Regions from separate parts of the Mus musculus genome. Here region 2 is linked to region 1. The links are chromatin contacts, called in public Hi-C maps. All regions are on one chromosome and are shown on one strand. Each heading gives the region's core, a stretch centred on a gene start, on an enhancer-like site or on the middle of the called end of the contact. The rest is flanking DNA. Distances are from core to core; before and after follow the strand shown.

Region 1 (4,280 bases), core at 33-2,532:
GCATCCTTTTGGGGAAGGTGACAGCAGTCAGCCAGACATGGTGCTGGGTACTAGCTGGGAGTTTACATTTTGATCCTCAAGCAGGAAACAGAGCAAGCTAACTGGAAATGATGTGTGTTTTTGAAACCTCAAAGCCTATCCCAAGTGACACAACTCCTCCAACAATGCCACACCTCCTAATCCTTTCTACACAGTTTTACCAACTGGGGACCAAGGATTCAAATATATGAGTCTATAAGGACTTTTGTCATTCAAACAATCATAATCTCCAATCCTTTGAAGAGAAATAAGCTCTGGTGAGGCCCAGGAGCTAATATATTCTTTGGCTAATAAAACACAACTGGGTAAGATTTAAAAAAAAACTCATCTAAGACTTAGATTATTGAATATTCCTCAGTTGGATGGAAAGATATGATTATATGACATCTTTAGAGTGATTGCAAACTCTGTGGCTTTCAATGAGCAGATGGTATTATGATGCTTACTGGTTAAGTGAAACATATGGGATTGTTAGACTTCAGTTTATTTATTCCCATTGTATCCATGTTTCCTTGTCTAGGAAAAGGAAAGGGGGGTTGGTAAGGAATGGGAAACAATGTTACAGTTTTTAAAAGATTATTATTATTTAAGTGTGTGTGTGCCTGTGTGTGCAAGCAAGCCATGTTCCCTGTGTGAGTGCAGTTGCCCTTGGAAGTCAGAAGAGCATATCAGATCCTCTGGAGGTGGAGTGACATGTGGTTGTAGGGCACCTGATAAAGGGCATAAAACTCTGGTCCTCTGGAAGAACAATATGTGCTCTTAAGTACTGAGCCATCTCTCTCTCCCGAGGGTTATTTTTTTGACAGGTTGGATGTTTTCTGCTATTTATGTATGCTCGACGTGTACTTTGTGAAACACTCAGCCTAATGTATTTTCCAAGAAATCTTTAACCGCAGCCAGATCATTACCAAGAGCCACAGTCTCAGGAGCTCTTACTATTGTATTTCTACAGACTGGAGCTAGAGCCCAGCGTGCAGAAAGCCGAGGCTTCGATCCTCAGCACTGTGTAAACCAGCTGTGTTCCTGCATGGTTAGAAGTCAATTACCTGGAGGTGGAGGCTATAGGGTACACAGTTCAAGATCACCCTCAGCTACATAGTGAGTTTAAAGTCAAAGTGTACACACACACACACACACACACACACACACATACGCTATTAAACAGCCAGGTCAGATAGGACAGGTTCAAATCCTAACTCTGCTTCCTTAGAAGGCAAGTTAGTGACTCAGAGCTTTCTGTTCCTCATCTTTAAAATTAGAATAACAAGATGATTTGTCACTTACGGGTAGCACGAGGATTAAGTAAATGTGTATAATGATTAGAAAAGTACTTATCATATAATAATCACGTAGTTAAGGTTCTTTTTTACTAGAAAGGAATAGTTACCTTTTCCAGGACCATTGCAGAGAGAGAGATTTCATGTAGTGTATAAATTCATTTGCCATGTGTCTTCTTCAGTCTTATTTTAAAGTAGTCTCACTGTGTAGCTCTGGTTGGTTTGGAACTCAATCTGTAGACCAGGTTAGCTCCCAGCTCCCAGCAATCTGCTTTTCTCTACTTCCCCGTGTGCTAGGGTGAAAAGGCAAATGCCTCCTTGCCTAGCTTCCACCTCAGTTGTTGGGCCAGGGTCTCACACTGAACCCGGAGCTGATCAGTTTGGTTAGACTGGCTGGCCAATGGGTTTTCGGGATCTCTCTGCCTGTACCTCCCCAGCACCAGGATTATAGGTTCACCTTGCTGTGCCTGGTTCTACCTGAGTGCTAGGAATTCCTCTTGTTTGCATGGCGAACACTTTAGCAACAGAGCCATCTCTCCAGCCTGACATTTTTTTTTAAATCTTGATTATGGAAGATTTGAAACTCCAAAAAGTAGACTCGAATTTTGCTATATTTGTGGCAACTGTTTGTTTCATATTACCAAGTCTTAAATGTCAGCCACTAGAATGTAAATGCCATAATTTGGGACCTTGTCTGCATTAGTCACCACTCTATTTACAATTCCTTGAAAAAAAATTGTTAAAACTACTATGTATCATTGGTCTTCAGTAAATGTTTGTTGACAAGATAAGTGAAGACCCTCTTTTGTCTTAATCCAGTTAGAACTCTAAAGCTCACTGTGCTCCTGCTGGGCTTGTGGTGTAGCTGAAAATTCCCTTTCCATTTATTCATTAATTGCCTCAGGTATTCATTTACTGAAGCATCACCAAATTTCTTGTACAGATCATCAGTGGCACCCTGAGATTTCTCTATGACTGACTGACTGAATGGGTGACAATCCACATCAAAAGCAATCAGCTGAGTGGTATATGCAGATCAGTGGTTCTCAACCTGTGGATATCCTATCCCGCACATATCATATCCTGTATATCTGATATTTATATTATGATTCATAAACATTAGCAAAATTATAGTAATGAAGTATCAATGAAAATAAATTTCTGGTTGGAGAAGCTCACCACAACATGGCAAATTGTATTGAAGAATCACAGCATTATGAAAGTGGAGAAACAATTGACCTAGATGTTGTAGTTATAGATTAGGTATAGAGTGGTTTTCCTTGTTTGTTTGCCCGGATGATTATTGATTAGGAGTCAGGTAGATATGATCTAGGTAATTGGTATTTAACACTTCTTACCAAAGTCATACTTTGGCTCAGTCATTATTTCTAGGTTTCTCATCTGATACCATGGATTGTCTCAAAACCTTTTATTTATGTTTTGTTTGAGACAGGCTACCATGGACCCTAGGCTCATTTCTAACCCACTATGTAGGTGGGGATGATAATGAACTGTTGATGCTCCTGTTTCTACCTTCCAACTTCTGGGATTACAGGCATATACCTCCATGCCTGGGTAGATTGTCCCTTGATCTGAGAAACTTGTATATATAAAGGACCATATAAGGCAGGGAGAAGGACTAGCAGAGTTGTGTCCATAGTTGCTGTGAGAATCGGGCAGAAGGGAATTTCCTGGGATGCTGAAAAGTAAGGGAGTATCTAAAGATATTTTCAAGGAAAAGAGTGTTCAAAAATGATGGGAAGTCACAGGATTGACGGTATGTGTGTGGATCGGGAGAAAGCATGATTACAATGAAGGGGCAAATAGGTAGATTGGGCCGGAGCTCAGGGAGGGTCAGGTTGTGATGGTGGTAGGCAGCTGGTGCCTCTTTCCACAGGAGTTTGCCAGTCTGCTTTCCCTGGGTGGGCTGGCATGTTGGTGGAGGAGTTCAGTTGTGCACTTTAGAGAGATAACTAGGGAGGTGCCTGAGAATGTGGACTAGAGATTGAAGAGGAAGTAGCTGGCAGAGTTGCCAGCCCAGGGCTCTGTGGTTGATGACTAATTGGCCAGGCACCAGGAGCTTCTAGTAGCTCCTGGAAAGGGGCAGATGGGCCCACCTCATGCACACACTTGCAGCCAGGCTGCCATTGGCACGGTTGGCAGCAGAATTGACAGATGAGCCAAATTTTCTTTCAAAGAAAATTGTTCTGTGTGTTTGGGGAACCAGAAAGCCAAGAGTCAGCATTCTATTGTCTTTGCTCATAGATGAACTAGCCATGGGGGTGGGGAGCGGGGGATAAGTTAGGAGGGTATTGTTTAAATACATTTGCATTTGTGTATGCACCCATATAATTGTGTATATGTATAAATAACACCTATGCATTTCAACAAATTCATCTTCCCAATTAGTTTTTTTTTGTTATCGTTGTTATTTTGAAATAAGTTGTCATGTTGCCCAGGTTGGATTCAGACTCACTATGAGTCCAGGCTAGCCCTGAACTCCTATAATCCTCCTGCCTCACTCTCCAAATGCTGAGACTATAGGTGTGTGGTGTTGTGCACACCTACCTGCCCTAATTAGTATTTATCTATTTAAATCCTTTGATACTGGGTCTCATGTAGCCCACAGTGACCTATAGCTCACTATGAAGCTATAGATGGCCTTGAACTCCTCAGCTTCCTGTCTGTTTTCTAAGTACTGCAATTACAGACTTATGCCACCATGTCCGCCTTTTAATTTGTTGCTTTTCTAATTAGTTTTTAAATTAGCTCTTCATGTAGAATAATTTTAGGTTTACAGAGAGGTGGTAAAGTAATACCGGAATTTCTACATACCCCATGCAGAGCTCTCACAATTGTTAGCAGCTTCTATTCATATTATATCTGTTGCAATGTATAAGCCAATGCCACTAGGTGGTTATTAATTAAAGCCCTAACTTTATTCAGGTACCCTGTTTTTATTAG
Region 2 (3,915 bases), core at 393-2,892, 74 kb after region 1:
ATATTCTTGTCTATAGGGCTTATATTTCATTTTCCAGTTGGAACTTCTTTGAGCTGGTGTACCCCAAGCTTCTCCTTCATCATAACTATAGTGTATATGGTATAAAATTGGCAGATAATAGGATCTCTTTGTGTTTTGGTATTGTGTCAAATATGCCTACTTTTTCTTATGCGCTTTCTTTCCTGTCCATTGTTCCCTTTTGTACTAGTATAAAAGAAAAGGAAGAAGGAAGAGGGAATTCATAAAGCTTGCTCCTGTCACATTCCACTATCTAGACAAAGGGATGCCCAGGTCCTTCCACTAGACATAGGATCTGGATATATAATTAAGTTCTTACTTGCAGGGTGGGCTGAATGGAATAAAGGGGTGTGCTGAGATAACCTATTAGGAAGAAGCTCTATTACAGAGCCTAGATGACCCTAATAGGCCATGCATGAGATTGACCCAACCATAAGAGAGACTACAGATGCATACAATGTGGCTAGAGACTGAGATAGGAAACCAGCAAGAGATTCTCCTGAGAGGAGGTTATATGATGGTTCCCAGGCATCTCCTGTGCAGATGACAGTGCAGCTAGTTGTTTGAACTCTAGAAGGTACAGAGGAGCAGTTATAGACATTAATGTCACTCAGATTGTTGTCCTAGCTCCATGCTTTCAAAGTGTAGTGGGTCCTCCAGATACATTGGCACAGTAATAGCAGGACAGAGCCTCCCATCTTTCTCTACAATTGTGATGGGTGCCCTGGTCTGGAAAAACCCATTTGTAGCCTTTCCAGTCTCACATCTTAGCATGATACATGAAGATGTTTTCTAAGGTCCAAAGTTGCTAAAGATCTGAGCTACACTTTGTTTACCTCTTCCCCTAACCAAGCTCTGATTCTGTATTAGGATTTAAATAGGCTTGAGCTCTGTTCAAATTTGTGTTGGAGCTTGGTAGCATTATATCCTGACCATAGTTTTTCCTCTCTCTACTCCTCCCAGTACCACTGGTTAGTATATTATTGAAGACACCTGACTAATTTTTTCTTTTCTTTTCTTCCCTTTCTTTTCTTCCCTTTCCTTTCCTTTCCTTTCCTTTTCTTTCCTTTCCTTTCCGTTCCTTTTCCTTTCCCTTTTTTTTTTTTTTGGATTTGTGAGACAGGGTTTCTCTGTATAGCCCTGGCTGTCCTGGAACTCACTTTGCAGACCAGGCTGGCCTCAAACTCAGAAATTTGCCTGCCTCTGCCTCCCAAGTGCTGGGATTAAAGGTGTGCGCCACCACGCTCGGTGTTAATTTTCTTGAGACTGAATTAGTTTTCATGAAAATAGGTTGCAATCCTGCACCACACTTCGGGTTTTCTTGTATGTGGGCTGTTTCTACCTGTACTTTCTGCCCCTCCCACTTTCTGGCAGGAGTCGAAGTTGTAGAAAACCCTTATTATAAGCCAATCAGAAGCTAACACTGCATTTTTGGACTTTCAGAATGAAGAACCCAAATAAACTTCGTTTCTTCATAAATTACTCAGATTTAGGTGTTCTACAGCAACATCAAACTGGCTAAGCCATCTCCTTCTATCTAACGAACCATCAGGACCTGTCCTCAGACTATTTTTAGCAAAGCATATCTCAGTGGTTTGGAGGGGAGGAGCTATAAACTAGTTCATAGTGCAAAGCCACAGATGACAGTTCCTGCCAGGAGAAAGCAGTTGAGCCAGATGACGAGCTCCTTGGGTTGGAACAGGCAAGTCTTGTCAAACAAGGGGCAGAGTCAGTTTTGAAATCCTTCAGCAGGAAGCAGTTTGCCTTCCTGTTATCCATACTCTGGAACCTTCAGATATGTTTCCTTCCTGGTACTGTAATGGTAATAATCAAATATAGCTGGTTTGTCCTTTGAAGGATGGCAGGTTATTTCCGTTTGAAGCATATGCAGTCAGAGGTGAGCATACACATACTTAGATCTATGTGCCCTAAATACATGAGGTCACAGAAGGCTTTAGACTCCACAACAAATCAGGAAATGTTGCCTCTCTGGGTTTTATTGTTACTGGTATTTTCTTGTTGGTTTTTTAAAAAAATTAATTCTCTATGCCTAGACAGTGAGTGATAAGGTTTTTAGACTCCCTTGGCTACCAGCTGATTGTTGCAGTCCCCCTGAGCATCATCACCATGGCGGGGGCGGGGGGTGGTTCCTCCTATACTCATGGCCCCACATCCACTGCTCTGTTTTCAGCTCTTACCTAGAAGTCAAGCAGCCTAAAGCCACCCAAGTTTGGAACTGGGGTTTTGGTCTTTCACCAGGGAGAGAGGGATGAGAGAATAAATGGAATGATTGATTCTAAAAATGCAGAACTTTAAATGCTCGCCTGAGTTGAAGGAGCTAGTTTGTATGTAGCTGTTAAACTCCACAGAGGATCCCTAGACCTACTGCTGAACCTCATGCCATTGCCTTCTTCCAGCCACAGTTGAACATTTTGAAGAAAAGCAACTCTGGGGTCTGTTCATCTCTGTTTCTTCGAGAATCAGCAACTGCTGTGTTTCTTTATTATTGCCACATTTTTGCTGGTGATTTGCTGCTCTGCTTTTTCTGTCCTCGTCACCCAGTTTGGCATATTAAAATACAAAAGTAGGCCCATGTGCAGTACTTCCAAGTTTTGAGGAGTTAGTCTAGAGCCATATGGGTCTTGAAAGTGCAAGGAGGGGGATGTGGGAGGGTTTGGAGGGGGAAAGGGAAGAGTGAAATGATGTAATTATAATCAGTTGAACTTACTGAAACCAGAGAAAGTGGACTCAGTCCAAAAGCAGGATGGGGTGGGGGTGGGGAGAATAAACTCCCTCTGCTAGCTGGTACCTATCCAGTACTGACAGCTCATGGCTTGCAAACTAGCCCTTTCTTTTCAATCCTATCCGCCTCTGCAGTGGTCATGACACTCCTCATAAATGCAGACCCCGCCCCCTCCTGTTGCCACGCTCACAGGCATACTTTTTGGGACCACTTTTCACACTGTCTGTTATTACAAAATTTTCCATCCTCTCTCTCACCCTCCTTTGTCGTCTCTTCTTTTTCTTCCACCCAATTCCTTCCATGACACATTTCATGTATCGGCTGCAGTCCAAACCTTACACATCAAGAGGTTTTGGTTTTGGCTTGGTTTTGTTTTTACATGGCCCAGTAATCACAGAAAGTGTGATAGTTTGAAATTGTCATTACCTTTTTTATTTTTTCTTTCCCCACGTATTTTGAGGCAAGGTCTCTGGGGTAACAGCTTCTACTACAGAGGCTTCTGTGAGATTGTTTATAGATTATTTTAAACTAGGGCCAGAGAGATAGCTCAGCCAGGAAAAGTGCTTGAGTTTGATCCCTAGGATCCACAGAGTGGAAGGAGAGAGAGAGAGAGAGAGAGAGAGAGAGAGAGAGAGAGAGAGAGAGACAGACTACTCTCCAGAAGCTGTCCTCTGATCTCTGCACACGTTGTGGCATACGTGTGCAAGCTCACACACGTTACCATGTGCACAAAAATAAGGAAAAGAACTTTTTTTTTAAAAAAATGAAGAGTATTTCAAACCAGCAAGGATGGAGAAAGACATCCAGAAATAGGCATTGTTGGGACTTGGCAAGGAAGAATTAGGCCATAGGGTGTTGTCAGTTTCATGACTAAGCAGTACCTCTGATCCTGGGGTCAAGGAAGATTAAATGGCAAGGTCTCAGCAATAACTTCATTAGGTAAAACATATATCCATTCCCAAACTAGTTTATACCAAGACAGAGGAGGACGCAGGACAGCGTTAATAGGGAACTGGAAAAAGCTGACAAAGGGAATAGAGTACTGAGAGAGCCTGAGTCACAAACACACCCACTCAGTACAGGGCCTGTATTCAAGGGCAAGAGGCCCCGAGAGCAGCTTGCTTTTTCCTAATAAAGATCATTGTCTGCTTATG

What was found. A called contact is a pair of places that touch in the nucleus more often than the background predicts.
Region 2: a Hi-C map of bone marrow-derived macrophages shows a contact between it and region 1, with 1.7 times the contacts expected there. The contact joins two enhancer-like sites. A contact is called at or near these places in 11 of 484 Hi-C or Micro-C datasets (the C2C12 cell line, CD8 central memory T cells, the MNK3 cell line and 8 more), 4 of 115 datasets of contacts at active chromatin or transcription factors (bone marrow-derived dendritic cells, embryonic fibroblasts, fibro-adipogenic progenitors and 1 more) and 3 of 9 other capture datasets (adipose tissue, liver and pancreatic islet).

Annotation. Positions count from the first base shown.
Region 1 is chrX:159,834,194-159,838,473 of GRCm38.p6, forward strand. The region is part of intron 6 of Sh3kbp1 (SH3-domain kinase binding protein 1); the gene reads left to right. Among named protein-coding and RNA genes, the nearest start is that of Map3k15, 150 kb to the right of the region's middle. Within about 2 kb of position 1,283, at least 5 of the 459 cell types and tissues checked have an H3K27ac peak or open chromatin away from gene starts, as enhancers often do. A contact at or near this core is called in bone marrow-derived macrophages, where this site is marked.
Region 2 is chrX:159,908,004-159,911,918 of GRCm38.p6, forward strand. The region is part of intron 9 of Sh3kbp1 (SH3-domain kinase binding protein 1); the gene reads left to right. Among named protein-coding and RNA genes, the nearest start is that of Map3k15, 78 kb to the right of the region's middle. Within about 2 kb of position 1,643, at least 51 of the 459 cell types and tissues checked have an H3K27ac peak or open chromatin away from gene starts, as enhancers often do. A contact at or near this core is called in bone marrow-derived macrophages, where this site is marked.